Linked DNA regions of Sus scrofa: region 1 is linked to region 2. The links are chromatin contacts, called in public HiChIP or PLAC-seq maps. All regions are on one chromosome and are shown on one strand. Each heading gives the region's core, a stretch centred on a gene start, on an enhancer-like site or on the middle of the called end of the contact. The rest is flanking DNA. Distances are from core to core; before and after follow the strand shown. Region 1 holds the start of LPAR5 (lysophosphatidic acid receptor 5). Region 2 holds the start of SPSB2 (splA/ryanodine receptor domain and SOCS box containing 2).

Region 1 (6,018 bases), core at 3,246-5,745, 210 kb after region 2:
AGCTGGCTCCAGACTGAGTTCCTCAGCTTCCAGGATGGGGACTTCCCCACCAAGGTCAGCCCCTTCCCCCGGAGCGAGGCCCCCTCACCCCAGTACCTTCTGCTTGCGCTGGGAAGCCCCAGGATGTGGAGGGGGCACTTGGGCCCCTGGCTTCTGAGAACCAGTCCTCACTGAGCCTCCGGCCGCCACCGCCTCTCCCTGGTAGACAGCCCTCCCCGCCCCAGGCCTCCCAGGAGAGCAGGATTGTGTCCAGCAAAGGAGTAGGGATCAGGAGGGCTGGGGGGGTGGGGGGGGCACAGGATGGGGGAGAGGAGACAGGTCTGGTCCCAGCTCTGCCAGGGTGGCAGTGGGGAGGGGAATCTCATCTTTACAACAAAGGCTGAGTGAGGCCTCCAGGACCTGACCTTGATCCAGTGCTTCTCTGCCGCAGCCCGGAGGCCCCCTTGCAAATCTGCCAGTGCTTTTCCCCCTGGATGGGATCTACTCTGCTCCCCTCCCCCAGTGGAACTACCTGCTGTAGCTGAGAGCCAGGCCCCTCCCTTCTGTGGTTTAGCAGGAAAAATCAAGACCAGGAAAAGGAGAGGCAGCTGAAGAAAGGGCTTTTAGCTGAGCCAAGCGGTCCCGCCCAGCTCTTCTCCCAAGGGCCCCAGGTCTGGAAGGGTCTCGAACCACATCGGCCACTCCCCTGGATTTAAAGATGGGGAGAAGGTCCATCAAGGGAAGCAACCCTCCCAAGGTCACTTGTTAGAGGCTCCTCTGCCCTCTGTCACACTAAGCCTCACCAGGAGGCTCCCTGAGATGGAACCGCTCCTCAGCGGGGGGGGCCCCTTCCCTGGCGCTCATTTTCAGCTGCTGGCCCAGCAACCTGACCAGCAGGGCAGCCCCTTCTCGTCTCCAGCTCCTGCCTTCTTTCCCAGCAACTGAACTGTGACTGAGGGTGGGAGGGCAAGGGGGACACCCCAGGCGCAGAGGGTCTGGTTCTCTCTGCCACTGTGGGCACGTCACGGGCGTTGCTCTGGAGGGCCAGGGTTTTGTGAGGCATCTGATATCTCCATCCGGTTCCTGGCATAGATTTGTGACACAGAATACGTGCAGTACCCGAACTACTGTGCCTTCAAAAGCCAGCAGTGCATGATGAGAAACCGGGATCGGAAGGTGAGCCCTCACGTCACACCCCCCCGCCCCAATCAGCCCCTCCTGACAGTGATCACCTTGGTGGGTCTATTCTGGGATCCTGTGGCATCAGAGAGGCAGGGGTGTGGTGAGCACCTTTGGGCAGAGGCCCCCCCCCCAACTTGTCCTCACTCCTTCAGCCTCAGGGTGACCATCGCTCTGGGGCTCAGGGTTCCTTCCGGGCTGAGGGTTCTGTTGGGGAGGGAGCCTGCAGACCAGAGGCCCCAAGGACACGCCAGGTGTGCCGAACCCCCAGCCAGTTGAGGCCTCAGTCTTAGCTCCTGCTCTTACTCATCAAGTCGGCTGAGCCAACTACTTCCTCTCCAGCCTCAGGCTACTCATTTCCGTAAAGAGGGGTGGGGCTGTGGGGTCTCTTGCTGCTTTAAAACCTCACATCATCATCTAAAATAGGTCACAGATGAAACCATCTACAAAACAGAAACTCAGAGACATGAAGAACAGACCTGTGGTTGCCAAGAGGGAGCGGGAGGGAGTGGGACGGACTGGGAGTTTGGGGTTAGTAGATGCGAACTGTTACATTTAGAATAGATATAGCAGTGAGGTCCTACCATACAGCACAGGGAACTCTATTCAATCTCTTGGGATATGGAGTTCCCGTCGTGGCGCAGCAGAAACGAATCTGACTAGGAACCATGAGGTTGCAGGTTCAATCCCTGGCCTTGCTCAGTGGGTTGAGGATCTGGTGTGGCCGTGGCCTGTGATGTAGGTCGCAGACGCAGCTTGGACGTGGTCTTGCTGTGGCTGTGGTGTAGGCTGGCAGCTGTAGCTCCAATTCAACCCCTAGCCTGGGAACCTCCATATGTCGCGGGTGCTACCCTAAAAAAACAAAAGCAAAAACAAAAAAAGAAGAGTTCCCATTGTGGCACAGTGGAAATAATTCCGACTAGGAACCATGAAGTTGTGGGTTTGATCCCTGGTCTTGCTCAGTGGGTTAAGGATCTGGCATTGCCATGAGCTCTGGTGCAGGTTGAAGACACAGCTTGGATCCCAAGTTGCTGTGGCTGTGGCGTTGGCCAGCAGCTGTAGCTCTGATTCGACCCCTAGCCTGGGAACCTCCACATGCCATGGGTGCAGCCCTAAGAGGCAAAAAAAAAAAAAAAAGAAAAAGAAAAGAAAAAAGTGTTTGTCTTACGTATGACTGGGTCGATTTGCTGTACAGCAGAATTTGACAGGATATTGTAAATCGACTTTAATTTAAAAATTTTGTAAAAATCCTCATCTGAGTTTCCCAGCAGCTCTGCTCCCTGTGCCCATGCCCCATCCACCCCCCCATCCCCCACCTCTGGTTCATGGACTTCTGACACCTCTGGCTCCTGGCTCTCCAACTCAGACAGTGTGCACCCAATCCCCGTGCAGGTGTCTCGCATGCGATGTCTGCAGAATGAGACGTACACCGTCCTGACCCAGGCCAAGAGTGAGGACCTCGTGCTTCGATGGAGCCAGGAGTTCAGCACCTTGACTCTCGGCCAAGCTGGATGAGCTGGACTCCATCTTGTCCCCACCCCGGCCCCCCTTCCACACTCTTCATTGCTGTTGGACCCCAGGCTTCCCCTTCTGGCCTGAGTCTCTTACCCGGCTCCGATCCCTGGCGTTGGGGCAGCAGTCCTGGAAGGGTCATGACATGACGGGAACTCCACCCACCTTAAAGGATGTCTTTACATAAAGTGTTTATTTTCAACCTGTGCGGCCTGTTTGGGTTATGATCCCATCCTCAGCCCTGTCCCCCTGCCCCACAGCGTCAGCTCTCCAACCCCTGGGAGTTATGGATCCATCTGCAGGAAAGAGAATCAAAGGGGTAGTACCCAGGGCAGCAAGCCCTCCGTTAGGAGGAGAAGCCCTGAGAAGCCAGGGGGGTGGAATGAAGGTCACAGCCAGTGTCTTGGGGAGCCTGTGGGCCGAAGGGCGTGTGTGTCTTCATTTCTGAAGCCCTGATCCCAAGATCTCGGATGTGAGTGTAGGACTGTCTCTCTGAGGATGATCTGAATGAGGTCGTGTCTAGTGGGCCAACTGCAGGGCAGTAGGGCCGAACTTGAGCTTTTTAGGAGGGAGGAAAGAACTGTGGTTGAGCTCAGGAAACCCCTGCTCTGATATCAAGTGAGAGGTCTGATGGTCTGAAAACGGTGAAGTGGGGAGGAGCTGCACCTTTTGTTTGTTTTTCAGCCACACATGTACAAAGTTCCTGGGCCAGGAATTGAACCTGTGCCACAGCAGCCACCAGAACCACAGCAGTGACAACGCTGGGTCCTTGAGGAACTGCATCTTTTTTTTTTTTTTTTGTCTTTGTTGTTGTTGTTGTTGTTGCTATTTCTTGGGCCGCTCCCGCGGCATATGGAGGTTCCCAGGCTAGGGGTTGAATCGGAGCTGTAGCCACCGGCCTACGCCAGAGCCACAGCAAAGCGGGATCCGAGCCGCGTCTGCAACCTACACCACAGCTCACGGCAACGCCGGATCGTTAACCCACTGAGCAAGGGCAGGGACCGAACCCGCAACCTCATGGTTCCTAGTCGGATTCGTTAACCACTGCGCCACGACGGGAACTCCAGGAACTGCATCTTAATGACATGCTTGGAGCTGTGACTCCAGCATCAGCCTTTAATAATCTGGGATCCCCCAAAACATGTTCTGGATACACACATATGAGGGAAACTGCACAGCATTTAGAAGAAAACATTACAGAGTTCCTGTCGTGGCTCAGTGGTTAAAGAACCCGACTAGTATCCATGAGGACGTGGGTTCGATCCCTGGCCTTGCTCAGTGGGTTAAGGATCCAGTTTTGCCATGAGCTGTGGTGTAGGTTGCAGATGTGGCTCGGATCCAACGTTGCTGTGGCTGTGCCTTAGGCTGGCAGCTGTAGCTCCGATTCAGCTCCTAGCCTGGGAACCTCCATATGCCGTGAGTACGATCTTAAAAAGACAAAAAAGAGAAAACATTATGGAGAAGCTCAATATGTAGAATATAGCACAAAGAACAGTGTCAAGCATCTCCATCTACCCTTTATCAGCTTTGATTATCAACATGCCATTGGCCTTTTAATGGGATGTTGAAACCTCTGAGAAGCTCTGTAACAGAGAAACCTTTTCCACTTAGTCTCTCCATTCTCATTCGACCACAGTGTCCTTTTTCACCTGCCGCTTGTTTTTGAGTACTGACTGCAAACACCATGCCCGGTCCTACTGATGTAGAAAACAAGGGGCTCAGCCCGGGGTACAGAGACCAGAGGCTGTCATCTGAGCCCTGGTTCCCCCCCACACACACACACATACACACAGATAGAAGCTACATGTGGCAAGAGTGAAACCACCTGCAGGAACCCAACAGAGAGACAGACAGCCAGGAGGAACTGATGAGAACAAAAGGCTGGTGGGTTAGTCATCTGGCATCACTGGGTGGGTGTGCCAGTTAGGCTCACCGGAAACTGTGGGAAATGTGTGAGCCATGAGGGGACAGTCAGCAGTCAGCGATGGTTGGGGCCAGATGAAGTGCCTTTATCCGCTGGGGATTCTTCTCCTCTGACCTGTCTGTGGACCACTGAGGGCAGTGCTTCCTCCTCTGTCTCCCTGCCCCACGCAGGGTTGGGCGAGTGCAGGGAGCTGGGATCTGCTGACAGCTGCGGAGGTGGGTGTGTCCGCCTGCCTGGAGCAGGTCCTACCAGCCCAGCCCAGCCCAGAACAGGCAGCAGCGGAAGCCAGCTCAAGGCAGCGGCGGAGCCTCAGCGAGCACAGGTATGGGGGCATCACAGGTTGGGGGGAGCCCCCCAGGGGCAGCCCCTCTCCTTTAGAAATAGGACATGGGTGGGGGGGGGTGGAGGTGAAAGTAGGCTGTGGGCCCTGGGAAAATGTTTCAGTCAAAAGCCCAAAGGGACAGGCTTGGGCCCACAGACAGGGGACAGAGGATTGCCCTAGATCTTGAAGCCCCACCCTGGCTGTCCCCGAGGCTGTGTCCTCCCCTTCACCGGTCAGGTCCCCACTGTCAAGCTGAACCCCAATCCCAGGGCCACCGAGGAAGGCCCTCTGGGGCTGGTTGCCAGCCCTTTCCTACTCTTAGACAACGCAAGCCCTAAAACCCACTCGCCCCAGGGCCGGGCCTTTGCCGGTGACAATGAACTCATCTGATGAAACCCCATCAGCAGGGTCAAGGCTCAGCTGTGCCCTTACGGGGATCCTTCCAATGTAACCAGTGTGCTTCAGTGGTGTCTTGGACAGACGCTGCCTTAACCCAGGGCATTGTCTTTATCGGAGGATTAGATGAACTGTGTCCAGGGTCCCTACAGTTCTGCGGGAATGTGGCCTGTGAGGGTCCCGAAGTGGATAAAATTTCAGATACTGAGCATGGGTTGGGGGAGATATTTGAGAGCGGGCAAGGCCTTCTGGTCCCTCTGTGTCCCAACCATGAGGCAGCTGCCCACCGAGTCCTTATGTTCACGGGGGCCTCCCTGACGGAAGGGGTTGTGTCGCCTGTCGCTTCAGGGTGAGCGAAGGTCGTAGCAGAAGGGAAGATGGAGGCAAGGATTAAACGGGAGGCAGAAACCTACTCAACCCATGAGCCTCACTTCCTGGCAACTGAGGGACCCTAGAACCCAGCTCTTTCGGCCTCTGATACCTGTGCCCACAGGAAGGGGAAAGCAGAGACTTGAGTGCTGCCTGAGGTCAGGGCGAGGTCCACGAGGCCAAAGGCTCCTGTGGAGGCGAGAACCACCCAAGGCTATGGAGGGCTGAACCCTCTTAGGTCTTTTTTTTTTTTTCCTGTCTTTTAGGGCCACACCCAACACATATGGAGGTTCCCAGGCTAGGGGTCCAATCAGAGCTATAGCTGCTGGCCTACACC
Region 2 (6,188 bases), core at 3,127-5,626:
CATAGAAACAATCAAGCCTAAAACAATCCTCGCATGTTGGGAAGAATGTGTTTAGGATTTTTAAGGGCTTTCTGTTAACAAAGAAGTGCAACTCACTGTTCCAGTGGCCTGGCACGCAGATCGTGACGGCTTTGGGGAAGAAACTGAAGAGCTTGAGAGCCAAGAGTAACACTAATAAAATGCTGAGGAACTGATAAAACCATCCCCAGGAGATAAAAATGAGAAGGACAGGAAGAGAAGAACATATCTTCGTAAACTTATTGAAGTGTTACATGCTGTAAAATACCTGAATGATTGAATTTCTGAATAAAACCCCTCCATGGTGAGAAACTTGAAAATTATACGTGGTTAAATCTATACATTGCAATTCCTTATAACTTGGCAATTCTGCACATAAGTATGCATCCAACAAAAACAAGTGCCTTGGGGTTCCTGGGTGGTTCAGTGGATTAAGGATCCAGCTTCGTCACTGTTATGGCTGGGGTCACTGATGTAGGTTTACTAGGTTCGGTGCCTAGGTCCATCAAAAGACTCTGCAGTACTGTACACAGTAGCTTTCTCTTTAAAAGCTAAGAATGGGAACTGCTCAAATGTCCATCTACGGTAGAATAAGTAAGTTGCAGAACATCCATACAGTGGAATACAGTGAAACAATGGAAATACTTGGCTACCATTTCGGGCAACAACATGAATGACTCTCACTTGTCAAGAAAAATACATCAGACAAAAGAATACAAAGAATGCATACTGTCTTGTTTCATTTGCATGAACTTTTTTTTTTTTTTTTTTTTTTTTGTCTTTTTAGGGCCGCACCCTCCTTTTGTAGCTGCTAACCTGTGCCACAGCTAAAGCAACACCAGATCTGAGCTGAGTCTGTGATCTACACCACAGGTCATGGCAAGGCTGGGTCTTTAACTCACTGAGCAAGGCCAGGGATTGAACCTGTGTCCTCATGGATGTTAGTCAGATTTGTTTCCACTGAGCCATGATAGGAACTCCCTAATCTGCATGAAACTGATGAAGAGGCAAAGCTAACCTATCCTGATAGAGGTCAAATAGGAGTTACTTTAGGGGCGTAGTGTCAGAGCAAGAAGGAGCCCTTTGGGATGCTGGAAGTGTTCTTGATCTTTTTGCTGCATAAATATGTAAGATCCACTGAGCAATTTAAGATTAATATACTCTGTATATGTGACATCTCAATAAAAAAAAGTAAAAAGTTAAAATTGCTTGTAGCATTGTGGAATACTTGAGCTATTCCCAACCAGATGTGACCAGTTCAGGATTCCCAAGCACTGGGTAAAGACCATGTTTTAAACCACTAGCTGAGCTGGCTATGGATTAGGCTTACCATCTGTCCTCTAAGCCATGATATCCTTATTTTTGTTGTCACAGTGGCAAGAATATCCAGGTTGGGTGGATGACAAGTGCTCAAGTTCACAGCTTTCTTTTCATTTTTTTGGCTGCTCCCACAGCATGGGGAAATGCCCCGGCCAGGGGTCGACCCACACCACAGCAGTGACCTGAGCCGATGCGATGACAACACCAGATACTTGACCTGCTGCTGTGCCACAAGAGGACTCCACATCTTTTCTTTTTCTTTCTTTTTTTTTTTTTTTTTTCGTCTTTTTGCCATTTCTTGGTCCGCTCCTGAGGCATATAGAGGTTCCCAGGCTAGGGGTCACATTGGAGCTGTAGCCGCTGGCCTACGCCAGAGCCACAGCAACGTGGGGTCCGAGCCACGTCTGCAACCTACACCACAGCTCACAGCAATGCCAGATCCTTAACCCACTGAGCAAGGCCAGAGACCGAACCCAAAACCTCATGGTTCCTAGTCGGATTCGTTAACCACTGAGCCACGACGGGAACTCCGCCATATCTTTTCTAATATGCTTTCTTCTTTCTCCTTGATTAAAGAAATATAAACATTTATCCTGTACACAATCATAGTATACTGTCATGTTTTGTATTTTACACAAAACTAACATGTACTTAATAGATGGGGTATGTAAGGGTAATTTTATTTTATTTTTATTTTTTTAAGGATCTGGCATTGCTGTGAGCTGTGGTGTAGGTCGCAGATGTGTCTCAGATCCCGGGTTGATTTTATTTTTATTTTTTGGCCACACCCATGGCATCAGGAAGTTCCAAGGCCAGGGATCGAACCTGAGCCACAGCAGTGACAACACCGGACTCTTAACCTGATGGGCCCGCAAGGAACTCCTCAAGAATAGTTTTAACTATGAGACATAATTGTCACCTTTCCTCTCCCAACTCTCTATCCCCTAAAAATATAAAGCATGTCGCACAGTGTCTGACACATGCCAGAAAGTACCAGTTCAGCGCCTTCAGCATGGACCGCAACCTCCCACAATCCACATGTCCTCTCTCACTAAAGTTGCCAATGACCAAAAAAAAAAAAAAAATCATGTATGTTATCAAACCTGAACTGTCCACTGTGCTGTGTCCTCCTAAACCCTTTTCCCACTCTACATACTATCTCCAGGGCCTCACCCTCTGCATATGAATGTTCCCAGGCCAGGGGTCAAATCAGAGCTGTAGCTGCTGACCTACCACAGCAACTCGGGATCTGAGACGCATCTACGACCTACACCACAGCTCACGGCAACACCAGATCCTTAACCCACTGAGTGAGGCCAGGGATCAAACCTGAGTCTCATGGATACTAGTTGGGTTCATTACCACTGAACCACAAGTGGAACTCTCTATTTTTGTTTTTTCATGCTGACCTCTCAGTCTGAATGGTTTCTACATGCAGCAACTCTAATCCAACACCCACACTGCAGAACCACCTCTCAGGCAAATTCCTTGTCTTTTTTCTTTTTTTTTTGGCTGTACTCAGGGCTTATGGAAGTCCCTAGGCCAGGGACTGAATCCAAGCCATAGCTTTGACCTACAGGCAGCTGCAGCAACACTGGATCCTTAACCCACTGAGCAAGGCCAGGGATCTAACCCAAATCCTCATGGATACTAGTGGAGTTCTTAACCCAATGAGCCACAAGAGGAACTCCTCCTCTTGTCAATCTTAAAGATTCAGCCCAGTGTCATCTGCTCCACGACACTTTCCAAAGTGCTTGATCCGTGGAGTCCCATCCTTTTTACTCCCATAGGACTTTTTGTATAACCAGAATTTTATCTACTACATGACAAAACTGTTTTATAAATATCCTTGTAAACTCCTTGCGGATTCACTGCGTCATCTTCAGTGCTTCGCACAAATGATTAAATTTGAATCAGAAACGGTTCTAAGGGCTTCACATATGTATGTGTAACATCACTGAATCCTCACTATAGCTTATGCAGTTCATACCAATAGTATCCCCCTTTTACAGAAGAAAAAACAGGTACGGGGGTGGTTCAGGAATTTGCCAAAGTTCTCCTGCATACCCGCCTTCAGGGATTTGCACACCCTGTCAGCCTGGCTCCACAGTTGCTAAATACCACTATATTTTATTACCTCTCTACAGAATAGTCACTTAGAAAATGTTAAAGAAATAGGACTAGCTAAGCTTAGTGAATGCATACGATATCAAGGGTTCCTTGCTAAGTGCTTTACTTGGACTGTTTCAACTCCATAACAACCCTGAGGTAAGTACCATCATTATGCCCATTTTAGGAAAGAGAAAACAGGTTTAGAGAAGTGTGGCAACCTCCCCAAGGTCACAGAGATAATTAGTGACATTGTTTCCCTCCCAAGCAAGGTCTGGACCACCACACTCTGCCAGGTGAGGCCCACAGCTCAGGAATGGATGGACAGGGCAGATGAAGGCTAGAACAGGATGCAGCCCTATGACACCTACCCCTCTGAGCTAGAAACTCAGCGTATAGAACCTCAGGCTTAGAACCGGCTGACTCACAACCCGGGTCGGAGAATGACCAGCCCAAGCAACAGTGACCCAGAATCAGAAGGCCTGGGAAACAGATGTCACCACAATGGCAGACCTTACTTGACCTCCGGCCCTATATCCCCAGGCTGCTCAAAGTTCTTAACGGTGAAAAGACCTCCAGGGACCTCAAAGCGATGATACCATGAAAAGGTTAACTCTGAGCTTGGCGGGCCAGGGAAGGGTTAAGTACCTGGCGGCTTCCTCGCGGGGGCGAGGCCTGGGGGCTGCGGGCTGCTTGGAAGGTGTCCAGAGGTTAACCGCCCGCGAGTGGGCTCTACTCACTGCTTGACCTTCGCAGCCGCCCCTGGTGCCGAGTTTTGACCGCCCCGGAGGGGCCCGTGTGGGCGGGGTCTCCGGCGGGGCGCGACCTGGGGTGGCGACTAGAGGGTTAACTGCCCCAGAGGGCCCTTAGGGGCGTGGCCTGGGGCGGGGCGAGGCCTGCGGGAGGGGTTGGGGGCGGAAGCGGCCGGCGTTCTGGAGCCGGAGCTCCTCGGCGACTTTCGGCCGGGCTCCTCCCGAGGGCCGGCGACCTCCCGGCACGGGAAGCTGAGCGTGGTTCGGGGGCAGGGACAGGAGCAGGAGCGGGCGAAGGGGACGGTCCCTGGACAGACCTAAGGCGACAAACTCGCGCGTCTCAGGAGACGCGGACAGGTGGGTGAGGGCAAGATGATGGATCTAGGAGCTTTCGGGGAGCTGAGCGGGAGGAGTGGGGCAGTGAGCAGAGCTGGGGGAAAGGATGAGGCGCCTAGGTGTGGAGTCCCTCCAGGATCCTCCTCTCCCCCAACTTCTCTCTAGGTCGATCCCAAGCGGGAGCTCAACTTTCCGAAGAGAGACGTCCCAGCAAGCCTCTTTTGGGGAATCCTCCAGCTTCTCACCTCCATGGGCCAGACGGCCTTGGCAGGGGGCAGCAGCAGCACCCCCACCCCACAGCCCCTGTACCCTGACCTCTCTTGTCCCGAGGGCTTGGAGGAGCTGCTCTCTGCTCCCCCTCCTGACCTAGGGGCCCAACGGCGTCACGGCTGGAACCCCAAGGACTGCTCAGAGAACATCGAGGTCAAGGAAGGGGGCTTGTGCTTTGAGCGGCGGCCTGTGGCCCAGAGCACTGATGGGGTCCGGGGTAAGAGGGGCTACTCGAGAGGCCTGCACGCCTGGGAGATCAGCTGGCCCCGGGAACAGAGAGGCACCCACGCCGTGGTGGGCGTGGCCACGGCCCTCGCCCCGCTGCAAGCTGACCACTATGCGGCGCTGCTGGGCAGCAACAGCGAGTCGTGGGGTTGGGACATTGGGCGGGGGAAGCTGTACCATCAGAGCAAGGGGCCCGGGGCCCCCCGGTATCCCCCCGGACTTCAAGGTGAGCACCTGGAGGTGCCGGAGAGGCTGCTGGTGGTTTTGGACATGGAGGAGGGAACTCTGGGCTACGCTATTGGGGGCACCTACCTGGGGCCAGCCTTCCGTGGACTGAAGGGCAGGACCCTCTATCCAGCAGTAAGCGCTGTCTGGGGCCAGTGCCACGTCCGCATCAGCTACCTGGGCGAAAGGAGAGGTGAGGCCTGGGGCAGGTCTGGGGAGAGTGTTCTATCCCTGGTGGCTGTGGTCTGGGATGCAAGCTCAACGCCTTCCAAGAGGCGTTGTAAGTAGTGTGCCTTCATCTGACAGGTCTCCTGGCTCAAAGCCTGGGCCAGCAGCTCCACCTTCATCTGACATGTCTCCTTTCCCTATTCAGTGCCAGGAATGGCTAAGGAACTTCACAGCTCTTACCTCATTTAATCTTCTAACAGCCATAGAGGTAAAAGGAAGGTTGTTGGGAAAGCAACTTGCTAGGAAGTGATGAGCCCTCAAAATGGAGGGGAGCACCCTAGGGATCAGGACTTCACAGGAGGTACCAGTCCCTGGAGCAGGAGGTGCAAAGAGTGAAACATGTACTGAGCTAGGAGGACAAGTCCAAAAGGAAGAGGTGCCAGGCACCCCAGGGTGTGTACCAGACTCACTGGGCTCTGTCTCTTTGACACATACCTACTTCCTTTCTCAGTCAAACCCCAGGAAGGAGCCATTGAGGCCCAGGCTCCTGGAAGGAAAGCAGTGAGGGAGGAAGGGCCTTGGAGCAGGGCTGCAGAAGGGGCTCCTTGGGGAACCCATGGAACCAGACCTTGGGGCTGACTAGACTTTACTGTCCTATGCAAGTGGCAGAGTCTTCATTCAGCAGAGGGTGGCTGCTGTGGAGAGGGCATGACCTTCCATTCACCCTCTCTGCCCCAGTGCCCAGGCCTCTCCGCAATCAAAGCC

Evidence for each region. HiChIP or PLAC-seq counts read pairs in DNA pulled down with a chosen protein or histone mark.
Region 1: a contact with region 2 is called in an H3K27ac HiChIP or PLAC-seq map of alveolar macrophages. The contact joins the promoter of LPAR5 here to the promoter of SPSB2 in region 2. A contact is called at or near these places in 1 of 5 promoter capture datasets (fetal liver) and 1 of 2 datasets of contacts at active chromatin or transcription factors (alveolar macrophages).

Annotation. Positions count from the first base shown.
Region 1 is chr5:64,044,975-64,050,992 of Sscrofa11.1, forward strand. It overlaps LPAR5 (lysophosphatidic acid receptor 5), which reads left to right and starts at 4,496. Exons shown (of 2, transcript XM_005652601.3): 1 at 4,496-4,916. ACRBP (acrosin-binding protein) reads left to right here. Exons shown (of 10, transcript XM_003126533.4): 8 at 1-54; 9 at 1,072-1,155; 10 at 2,551-2,872. The coding sequence ends at 2,673.
Region 2 is chr5:63,832,409-63,838,596 of Sscrofa11.1, forward strand. SPSB2 (splA/ryanodine receptor domain and SOCS box containing 2) reads left to right here and starts at 4,377. Exons shown (of 3, transcript NM_001243315.1): 1 at 4,377-4,556; 2 at 4,701-5,448. The coding sequence starts at 4,785. LRRC23 (leucine-rich repeat-containing protein 23) reads right to left here and starts at 4,221. Exons shown (of 8, transcript XM_013987385.2): 1 at 4,096-4,221.